Linked DNA regions of Mus musculus: region 2 is linked to region 1. Evidence: chromatin contacts called from public HiChIP or PLAC-seq data. All regions are on one chromosome and are shown on one strand. Each heading gives the region's core, a stretch centred on a gene start, on an enhancer-like site or on the middle of the called end of the contact. The rest is flanking DNA. Distances are from core to core; before and after follow the strand shown. Region 1 overlaps Prkce (protein kinase C, epsilon). Region 2 holds the start of Mcfd2 (multiple coagulation factor deficiency 2).

Region 1 (5,463 bases), core at 1,458-3,957:
TCTTTTACAGTAGGATCATGTCAGGACACCCATACTACACAGATGAGTGCTCCTGTTGGCGAATGAATGTCTAACCATAAAAGACCTTCTTCATACAGAAAGGGTCAGAGGGCCACCCAGCACTGTCATCCAGGTAATTTAGGTCACATACTCCAGAAGGCCACAAGACTGTCTCGTAGTTGAGAAATTGTACTGCGGAATTCCTGACCCAGCAGAGATAAGTTTGTGGCATGCCATTGTGGGAAACTAATCTTTGTTAATGATAAGCCTGTGGCTCATTCTATTGGGTAGCTTCGTGTGGGGCAAGTGCTCAGCATAAAGCCAACCTCAAGGCTAAGTAAAGGCGTTTAGAAAAAACAAAGGCTTCCTAGATGTTGTTTTCAAGTTCTTTTGGTTCTAGTTCACAGCCCCCGCGAGTGAGTGAGTGAGTGAGTGAGTGAGTGAGTGAGTGAGTGAGTGATTCTGTCACCAGGAACGCCTGTGAGGGTGACTTCTGAGTGTTCTCATCTTCAAAGGAAAGTTGAAGGGAAGGGTGCCTTGTTGCCCCTGAGTCTGCAGAGATCCAGGGAAGGCATGTAGTCTCACCACACCGAAATTATGGACAAGGTTGCTAGGCCTTCAGAGGCCTTTGGTGGCAATGAGTCCCAACAGATCGGGAACTGTGTCTTCCTCGTCTTTGCAGATTGACGCCTTGTTGTACCTTAGGTACTGAAAGAAACATGTTAGACAGATGGAGGAACCTACAGGATGCCCCTGGGTCTGCCGCCGCCACGAAGAAATGAAGGATGATCATGGGTCCTGAAGGTTGAGTCTTAATGTAAATGGCTCATGAGGTGTGTCCTAATCCAGTTCCTTTTTACCTTTGGCCCTAGAACTAAAAGAACTTGAAAACAACATTCGGAAGGCCTTGTCATTTGACAACCGAGGAGAGGAGCACCGAGCGTCGTCGGCCACCGATGGCCAGCTGGCAAGCCCCGGAGAGAACGGGGAAGTCCGGCCAGGCCAGGCCAAGCGCTTGGGGCTGGATGAGTTCAACTTCATCAAGGTGTTGGGCAAAGGCAGCTTTGGCAAGGTCTGTGGGCATCACCGTAGGATTCAGTAGTTCTCACTTATCAAATGGGGAAAAGAGGCAAAGAGGGAGGGAGGGAGGGAGGGAGGGAGGGAGGGAGGGAGGGACCACACTGAGCAGTTTCATGTGTTAGCATGTCCCTTCTTCCCAACTGTCAACTCCATGTGCACATTTCTTCCTTTGTGCAGAGAGCCATGTGAAATCCCGCTTTCTCAGTAGGAAAACCTTAAGCATGAGCTCTGAGCGTCTGTCCTTGGTGGACTCCAGGTTCAGAGCAAACCTTGCTGTGTAGGACTCTGGAAGCTGAATGTCCTTAACTGATTTTCCTGGTGCTTGCTAACCATTCTGCTCTTCTTCTCCACGTGAGAGGAGAGCTGGATAATTGTGTAGTGGATCCGGGCCTTTGCCCTTGAGGGCATTTCCCCCAGATCTCTGCTGCACTCTATGCCTTGTGGGGCTGTGCCCACCAGTGATGGTCCTGGCAAAATGCAAAGAGCCCAGAAAAATGAGGGGCATTTCAGATATCTGTCTATCTGTCTCCTTGTCTGTCTTAATACCGTGCCTGGTGTAGCAGTTAGGTTCTCTCATTTGTGCTGGGCTCTGGGAAGCAGCCAGGAGTGAAAGGCCTAATTCACCATTCCAAGGCCATTCTGAGGGAAGGCTCCGTGAAGCCCTCAGGCACAGGGCCTGCCTCTGCAGGCACTCACCTGCCCTATCTGTCCCGAGATCACCTGGCAGGGAGGTTACTGAAATTTCCTCAGATGGCAACTGCTGAATCGATCACATTCTTTAAAAACTAGCTTAATAAGAAACAGACCCCAGGCCTCTGGTTTACGTGTGGCTCTGGCTTAGGCTATGAGCAGGGCTAGGTCTGAATCTGAGCAGGATTCTAGGGAACTGAGCATGCTCAGAACTCCCAGGTCTGCACGTAAGGTAGACAGGATAGGGGTCCTGAAGACTCTGAGCGCTTAGCTGGCTTCTTAGGCAAAATCACACCATCGCAAGCAGCTTGGAGCCCGTTTTACATAGGCTGTATTTTGTAGGTGACAGAATCCGCACCCTCTCAAGTTCCTTGGGTTATGTTCGGTTTACTTTGACGGCAACATTGGAATAGCATTCTTCAAAGTTCCCAGGAAGGAGAATGACCTGCAACTATTTGGAGATAAATGAAAACGCCAACTGATAGGCAAATGCCAAGAAAACAGACTCCCCATAAGCCCTCAGGGGAAGGAATTGTGTCTTTACCTGCAGCACTGTGGATAAAACTGTAAAGGCAAACACAGGGCACGATTAAGTACACACAGATAAAGAGGTTATGTTCAGTAAGAAAAGATAGCAGCAGCTTGTCATGAAGCAGGCAAGGGAGGGCCAGTGCGGAGAGCAAGAGGTTTGTCTTTATGTCTCTTATGTGTACCGACTTAGAAGTAACAACCCCAAATAACTAGACAGAGGAGAAAACTCTCCCACAAAGAGAATCGACTGGAAAATAAATCTCCCAGGAAGGTAGACTGCAAGTTGAAAGCAGAGTCAGGGTAATGTCTCCCGTTTGTCAAGGAAGAGGAAGCAAGCCAACAGAAGGGGAAGGTGAAAGCGGCCCCATGCTCAGAGACGCTATTCTCTGAAGTAGCCCTCTTAAAAACCAGGAAATGTGGGCTGCAGAGATGGCTCAGCAGTTAGGGGCACTGTCTGCTCTTCTAGAGGTCCTGAGCAACCACGTGGTGGCTCACAACCATCTGTAATGGGATCCGATGCCCTCTCCTGGTGTGTCTGAAGACATGTACTTATATAAGTAAATAAACAAGTCTTTTTTTAAAAATCGGGAAGTGTGTAAAATGTTCAACCCTTTAGTTCTAAAACTATCTATTTCAAGGATATAATGCCAAACAAAATTTTAAATTGTGTCCAAAAGCACTCAGCGCAACTTATATAGAACTTAATTGGGTATAACTTGTTTCTAATATGAAGGAGATAGCAGAATCAATTATAGTGTATTTACTTTGAACTGAGTACCAGCAATCATGATAGAGATGAAGACTTTATAGGAAAATACATATAACATATTGCTTCTTCTGAAAGTCTGTATGTGTGTGTGGTATGGTGGGGCACACCTAATATTTTAGCATTTGGATGAAACAGAAGTGTCATGAGTTCAAGACCAACATGGGCTACATAGTGGGAACTGTCAAAAGAAATGAAGAAAGAGGGAAAAGGCGAGAAGAGAAAGATACAAGGGAGAGATAGGAAGCACGCTACATTTGTTCTCTGATAATTACAGTATCACTAGTGGAGATGAAGATATGAATAATTAGCCCCTGTGCATTAAACTTCTCTTACCTGAGCACTGTGCCAGAGATTTAAAAAAAAAAAACCCCTTAGGTAGTTTCCCTAAACGTTTAAAATGTTAGCTTCCTAAACATCTTCATTAAAAATGAAAGAAAGAAACAATTGACACTTAGATATTTGACATCATTTGGTTCTGTGGGTGTGAAGACTGACCAGATGTGTTAAAACTGGTTGCAGGTCATGTTGGCGGAACTCAAAGGCAAAGATGAAGTCTACGCTGTGAAGGTCTTGAAGAAGGACGTTATCCTACAAGACGATGATGTGGACTGCACAATGACAGAGAAGAGGATTTTGGCTCTGGCTCGGAAACACCCTTATCTAACCCAACTCTATTGCTGCTTCCAGACCAAGGTATGCTTAAGAAGGGGCTGGCCAGCTGACCTCTTGGGTAGTATCGTGGCATCTAACACACAGAATCTAAGCTATCAGAAACCACTTTTGACCGTCTGCGTACCTCTCTCCAAGACTTAGTGTGGTGGAGTGGATTTTACCCTTGCAGAGATAGGCGTTCGATTGAACACCATATGTGTGTCTGTGCAGGGATGAAAGATCGATAGTGCACTTTCAGATTGTGGCAACTCAAAGCCAAATGGTCAACCCCAGTGTTGACTCATTGGAAAAACCAACAGATGCGGTGTAAACCCGGTTCCAGCTCTTTTCAATCAACAGTAAGATTGCTTCTAGGCTGCTTCAGCTCAAAAGAAGAAAAAAAAAAAAAGCAAAAGCTACCTTCATCCTTCTACCTTGTGTGATGTCATAGGAGATGTTGAATCTAAACAAATGCTTGGAATTCCACAGTGAAATCCAACCATATAAAAGTTACCTGGCTGCCAGCAGGTGGCAGTAAAGGATGAGTGTGTGTATGGACATTGTAGCACACACCCACACCCATCTGATTTGGTATTATTCTTACAGAAACAGCACATGTTCTTCATAAAAATTCTTATTTTATTTTCCTTTTTGGAAATGCGTATGGGAGAAAGTCTTCTAGGATGCATTGTGAATCTGTAGTATTTGTGTGCTTTAGAAGGCAATCCAGACTGGGTCCTAGACAGTGAAGGGTGACATGTATGTAGGTGCTCGTGTGTGTGTGTGTGTGTGTGTGTGTGTGTGTGTGTGTGTGTGTGTATGTGTGTGTATGTGTGTGCGCATGTGCACACGCATACATGTGTTCTATATGCTAGGTCCTGGTGAACAAGACCCCGTTCCTGCCATCAGAAACTTGACAGCCTCTTTGCTCCAGCCCCCACCCTTACCCCTGAGGCAGTTTCTGAGAACCCTGCTTGTCTGAGGAGCTTTAGGAATGGGAGACTCTGTGGCCTGAGCTCCCATCCAGTAGTCTCAGGTCACATTAGCTCACTGGAGTCCCGGAAGAGTCCTGCAGCGTACCAAGAAAGATTACCTTAGTTTAATCCACAGTTGCCCAATTATTTTGGTCCCGACTCTCCCCCATCAACCCACGCATGACATCAGTAAGCAACACTGATCTAGGAAAGTTTTCCTCTCCTTCTGATGGCATCAGAAATGAGAACCACCTGAAAGGGCCTGGCCACTCTGCGGCTTATTTTTCAGGAACACCAGGGTTGCTTTCTCTATGAAACTGTCCTCAGAGACCCTGCTTCATAAAAATCTGTTTCTTTTCTGAGAAGCCTCAGATTGGTGGCTAAGTCATTTCTCTTTCAAACTTGTGTTGTGTAACACCAAACAGATTAGTGTGAGTTCATGTTTGTGTACAAATGCAGAGTCCAGTGTGGCAGAACAAGTGCAGAGATGGGTTTGGCGTTGTTCTCCCACTACAGCTTGGCTACTGTGGTTTTGGTTTTGAGATGGGGCCCCATTCTGAAGTTCAGTTCATTACTAGCCTGGAACTCGGGACAGTCCTGCCTCCACCTATTAAGTCCTGGCATTATAGGCACGAGCCACCATATCTAACTCATTTAGAACTTAATTCAAGATCAAAGAGAAAAGTATCAGGTGTGATATGTCTTTATTGTCTGTGGTTCTTTTCACATGGGCTTACATTCAGTAGTTTTAAGTTTTGTCTTAAAAGC
Region 2 (5,492 bases), core at 2,323-4,822, 770 kb after region 1:
TATGGGAACTCCAGTCCTCAAGCTGCATGCAATTTACCCACTGGGCCAGTCAGGGCTACATAATGAAATCCTATCTAAAAAAACAAAACAACCAAACCAAAAACAAAACAAACAAAAAACCTACTATAAATGACTTTTTCCATATATGTATGTAATCCCTACCATAATTCTAATACTCAATGGCAGTTTCTAGCTAACATTTACCTCCAGATAATTCAAGAGTTAGAAACCACACTTCCAACTTAAGAAGCAAGCATCTAGACCCTGCCAAGGTTGTACCAGGAACAGAGAACATGTTCTCAAGTTATTCCTAGTAGTGCCTACTATGCTGATGTCACTTAACCCAGGCCAGAGCAGAATAACTTATTCTGGGCCCACATCTTAGGAGTGTGGGGGTAGGAAGGACCAGAAATGGGATCCAGTCCTCCCTAACCCTCGGACTCAATTATCTTCAGTGTCTTCTCCCCTTGGCTTTTGTTGTTTTACTGTTTTAAAACAGGCTGTCACTATACAACTCATGCTGGCTTAACTACAGTCATCTATATTCACCTTCCAAGTGCTGTGATGCAGGCATGTGCCACCCTGAGCCTGGCTTCTATGTTCTTCCAGTGTTTTTGGTTCTTGGCTTCTGGACTGGAATAGGAAGACATTCTCAGTACAGGGCACCTGCCTGGTGTCTAGACTACTGGTTCACAACTTGTGTGTCCTGTGGGTCATGGTCCTTGGTGGACTAGAGGGATAACCACAGATACACAGCTAAGATTTAAAAAGAAAAGGGAAAAAAAAATGTGCATGCTGAGGAAGGGACAGTGTGCTTGAGTGTGACAGCCACACTGATGTCACGTGTCTTGTTTAGTTGTTTTCTACTTCTATATCGAGAGGCAAGGTCTACAGCCTGCAGCCACATTCTGATGTCAGTGTAATTGGGGAGGGGGGCACCTTGGAGCTGTCTACTGAAACCATGGCGCCTTTCCTCGAAGAACATGGTTGGCTCCAGCTGGGATGTGTACCTGTGGCATGTTTTAAACTGATGTAATAGCAGACCTTGACCCAAGTGGTTAATAAGCACAGGAACTTTGAGTTCAGGTTAGCCTCTCTTCAGTATAAAAGCCAAGAACCTCTGAGCTTGCGTCGTCGGCAAGTTCCCAACATGAAAGCTCAAGAAATACCAGCTCCAGGAAGTCAGAAGGAATCCCACAAAGCACGGGGACGACAAGAGGCAGGGCCTGCCACTTGCCAGATTCAACTGTTCCCAGTCAAAAAGGACACATTGCATCATCCACACTCCAGTTACTTAGTTCAAGGCCATGGGCACAAGGCCTGGAAAGATAAGCCCCAAGGGTTCCCTGGCTCACTCACCTTCAGGAAACGGCAAAGGCCAAGCTAGAGAAAAACCCAACTAAGGGAGAGGCTGACAACTGACTTCCCTTTTCTAAAGACCCCCATGTACAGAGACTCTTCTTGATGGGCCTGGAGTCTTAGAAACTTGACTATCTTATGTTGACTACTTATATATTCTTGACTGAAAGGCTGTTGCTCATCCTTTGGAGAAGGTCATCTTCAACAGAATGAGCAACTCTGGGAGAGACACACACAGCAACGAAAGAGGAAAAGGATATTGCTAAGCTCAGCAGACCACCACCACTAACCCTGTCGGTATGATCAGTGGGGTATGATCGGCGGCGGCAAGCAGATCGTCTGGAAACCAGAGAGGGCTGTAGAAAACAATCAGGGCCTTAGCATGAGTCTGACAGGGCAATGCTGACCTGCCTCAGAGCCTTGACTCCAACAGGGCTCCTCTCACTGCTCCGGACGCCTCTGTTGCCACTGTGTCTGGTCATTCCTCCTAGGCCCGGTTCAGATGAGACGTAAAGACTCTTGTGGTTAACACCCCTTGCTTCCTTGTCTGTTTCTTCCTTCCTATCTTTCCTTCTCCTCTTTCCAAAGGTCAGGATCTGTGTTCTCTCATTTGTGAACTGAACAACGCTGAGCTGGCGTGGGACGTGGTCAGAATGGGGTGAGAAGAAACACAGTACTTAAGTCTCTATCTCAGAGGCCCTGGCCTAAGGCTGAGCTCTCCCTTTGCAGCACTCCTGCCCACCCTTCCTTCCCACTGGGCCATTATTCCTATCAGGGAGTGGGCTTTCCTCCTAGCAGCTGTTGGCAGCCTTCAGAGGCTCTTAGTTGGGAATTTACATTCAAAGCAATCACATTTGACAACACCCCAGACATCCTGTTACACGGAGCCAAGGCCAACTGACTAGTGCTTCCTAGTTGTAGTCATCTCCATGCTCTTGAAGTCCAAGTAACCAGCAAGTTTCTGGGTTACAGAAAGCCCCCACATGGGCTGAGGTTGAAAACTTGTCCTGAATAGGCTGGTGTTTAATAGTCTGGTCCATTTGTTCACTGGGGGATTCCAAAGGAATGCCATGCTACCCTTATAACTAACATTTAACTAAGAGCCTAGTTACATAGGGAGAGCAGAGCTGTGAAGGCTGTGAGAACAGTCAGACGCCTCTCGACAGCAAAACACAGGTCACTAAAGAGGCACTCCAGGGGTATCACACACACCCCCATCCACAGAAAGCATGAGAAGAAATATTTCAACCCAAAGCAAAGCACGCCCCTCCATATGGCAGTGAACACCTAAACATGACTTAAGTCCAATCCAGAATATTCAGATGAGGAGGGGCAGGTCTTGAGTAAAGTACAAAGACAGTGAGTGAGTCACAACAGGCATTGCAGGAAGGAAAGAAGAGCTTGGAAGGGCAATGAGAATCCACAGAAGGACCTGGGAATGGGGCAGGGTGGCTGAGCGTGTCTCTACCTCCCCTGTACTGGACACGTTGAGGAGGGTCAATCAATATTAAAGGAGCAGAAAAGAGAGCTGATTGCTAAGGCAAGGTGTCTGGAAAAGTGAGAGTTTTGAATAGGTTCAATGTATTTGATGAGTGTAGGTAAGAGTGACGCCCAGGCCTCTGGTTTGGGCATATGTGTGGATGGAGGTGCCATGTCCCAGAAAGGGAAAACGAGACAAACGAGCATCCCTTGTCTACCTAACCTCCTAGGCTCAAACTAGCCAACCCTGTCGAGACAACAGGACCTGTGGGTCTGCCCCGAGGAAGGTGGGGGAGCCAGAGGCAGATGGAGTAACGCCTGAGACCCGCGTGCTTCCAGGCCAGCCAGGGTCCGTGTCCAGCCCACACAGCTGGCCCTACAGCCTAGTACTGAGACTCCCAGCAATGGGGTGAGCGCAAACAACAGCGCGGTGCTCAGCCGGGCAGACACGTCTGGCCCCCGAAACCCTCTCGGAAGACAGGCTGCCTCCGTGGGCCACAGGTCCCGCTGCGCCCTGAAGGTCCGCATCCTCCACCCCGCCACCCGGGCCTCCCATTCTCGAGCCCCAGGCCGACCGACCTCTGCCCCGAGGGTCAGGCCTCCGGCCCGTGGGTTCGCTCACCCCGATAATCCCCGACGCAGTCGCGAAGCACTCCAACGTGAACCTTGCCAGCTGCCGTCCCTGGGACGCTTTTCTCCGCACGCCGGTCCCGCCCCTCGCCCAGCCGCGCACGCGCACAGCCTCCCGCCCGCCCACCAACGCTGCCGGCCCCGCCCCCTGTGCGACCCGATCCAGTGGATCCACGTGTCCCCTGTGGCTGGCGCGGCCAGACCCGCCTCCCGAGGGCGACACCCTACTGCTAGGGCCCTGGGGAGGCCAAGAGGCGAGCTGGTTGCTAGGCAAACCTGAGGCTCCGGAACGTGGCTCACCGTGGGTTGTGGGCTGCAGGATCCGGAGGAGGCGGACTCCGAAGCTGGCCAGCCTCACCTTCTCTATACTTTGACGGATATCCTTGCTTCCACTACAAACTGAGAGAGTAAAACCCCTAACTCCTGTCCCAGTGAGGCAGCCGGTACTTCTCGGGGATCCTGCGTTTCCAAGACTGACCTGCTTCCATTTTCTTTTTGCTCCATTCCCTGAGCCGCAGCCTCAAGATCCAGCTAGTAAAGTTCCTGAAATCGTCTGGTTTTGTTGTTTTCTTTGAGAGAAGACAATATATTTAAAAAAAAAAAAAAAAAAAAGGATCCTGCCCTTTGATATTAACAAAATTGTCTTTCAGTGAATGTGTATAGATACAGATAGATATATGAGCTTAGGACTGTACATTTTAAAATTCCTTCTCTCCTTTGTATCTTTGAAGATACATAATCGTATTTTTTTTAGATGCACCTACATCAAAGATGGAGAGAGATTATATCAAAGCCCACCCCCACCCCCTCTTCCTTGTAGCCTTGAAAATTGCCCAACAGCACCGTTTTTGTCTCTTTGTCCCACTTTCCAAGATTAAGATTTCAACATTATCCATAGGGAGAGAAAGCCTCTTTCAAGAGTCCCTAAGATATTGCATCTCATTCCATCTCATTCTGAAGGTTAGATTAATTTGGTCCAGTTCATTCTGGGTACCCTGTAGTTGACTGCATTGTACCTACGATCCTTTGTCCTGGGAGCTACAAATGCAGGCAGTTTATGAAGCTCAGTAAGTAGAGACTGGACCGAGGGTAGCCTGGAGCATTCTTCACCTCACACCTCCTAGACTTTTTGTTTTGTTGCTGATTTGGTGTTTTGATTTTTCGAGACAGGATCTCTCAGTGTAGCCCTGGCTGTTCTGGAACTTGCTCTGTAGACCGGGCTGCCCGCAGACTCAGATCCATCTGCTTCTGTCTCCCAAGTGCTGGGATTAAAGGTGTGTGCCACCACTGCCCTGCTCAGACTTTTTTCTAATAAGCACTTGCCACCAAGCCAGATACTCCACCTTCTCTGTGGATGCTAGCTTTTGTCATCTTTCTCTTTCTACTGGATCATTCTTACCTGCATAGATGCTTGCCCTCTGGTTCTTTCCTACAATGCTATTGAAATGGCCATCTCCATGCAAACCAGGTCTCTTCTGACTTGCTTATTCCTCGAAGTCAAACATGGCTCCCATTGTCTCCTTTGTTTGAATGCTGTGGAGGTGGGTTTGAGTTCTGCTATGCTCAAGCTATGCTCAGTGTGACACACAGTCTCCTGCTGCCTGCTGATCAAGATGCAGAACTCTCAGCTCCTTCTCCAGCACCATGTCTGCCTAGATGCTGCCATGCTTCCCACCTTGATGATAATGGACTGAACCTCTGAAACTGGAAGCCAGCCCCAGTTAAATGTTGTCCTTTGCAAGAGTTGCTGTGGTTATGGCATCTCTTCACAGCGATTAAAAACCCTAAGGCACAGCCACACTTTGAAGCATTTTTTTTTTCTTTCCTGACAACTATGCTTGTTGTTCTCCGGTCTGTCCTCCTGGCATCGCATCCTCTGCTCAACGTACGAAAAGAGGGCGCCATGGTGCTGAGTACTCTCATCTAGTGATTTCATCTAGTCCTGTGCTTGAAAGGCCAGTTGCATGCAAACAACTCCCTAAAGGTTTTGTATGTGCATATGTAATATGTTTGCATGTGTCCAC

Evidence for each region. HiChIP or PLAC-seq counts read pairs in DNA pulled down with a chosen protein or histone mark.
Region 2: an H3K27ac HiChIP or PLAC-seq map of extraembryonic endoderm stem cells shows a contact between it and region 1, with 6 times the contacts expected there. The contact joins the promoter of Mcfd2 here to the enhancer-like site in region 1. A contact is called at or near these places in 11 of 39 promoter capture datasets (the 3T3-L1 cell line, 3T3-L1-derived adipocytes, the HPC-7 cell line and 7 more), 24 of 484 Hi-C or Micro-C datasets (the G1E-ER4 cell line, the HL-1 cell line, the HPC-7 cell line and 11 more), 5 of 115 datasets of contacts at active chromatin or transcription factors (acute myeloid leukemia, embryonic forebrain, extraembryonic endoderm stem cells and 2 more) and 1 of 9 other capture datasets (liver).

Annotation. Positions count from the first base shown.
Region 1 is chr17:86,492,349-86,497,811 of GRCm38.p6, forward strand. Prkce (protein kinase C, epsilon) reads left to right here. Exons shown (of 15, transcript NM_011104.3): 9 at 873-1,072; 10 at 3,590-3,763. Among named protein-coding and RNA genes, the nearest start is that of Gm30284, 50 kb to the left of the region's middle. Within about 2 kb of position 2,708, at least 26 of the 459 cell types and tissues checked have an H3K27ac peak or open chromatin away from gene starts, as enhancers often do. A contact at or near this core is called in acute myeloid leukemia, extraembryonic endoderm stem cells and liver, where this site is marked.
Region 2 is chr17:87,262,375-87,267,866 of GRCm38.p6, forward strand. It overlaps Mcfd2 (multiple coagulation factor deficiency 2), which reads right to left and starts at 3,573. Exons shown (of 4, transcript NM_139295.3): 1 at 3,461-3,573.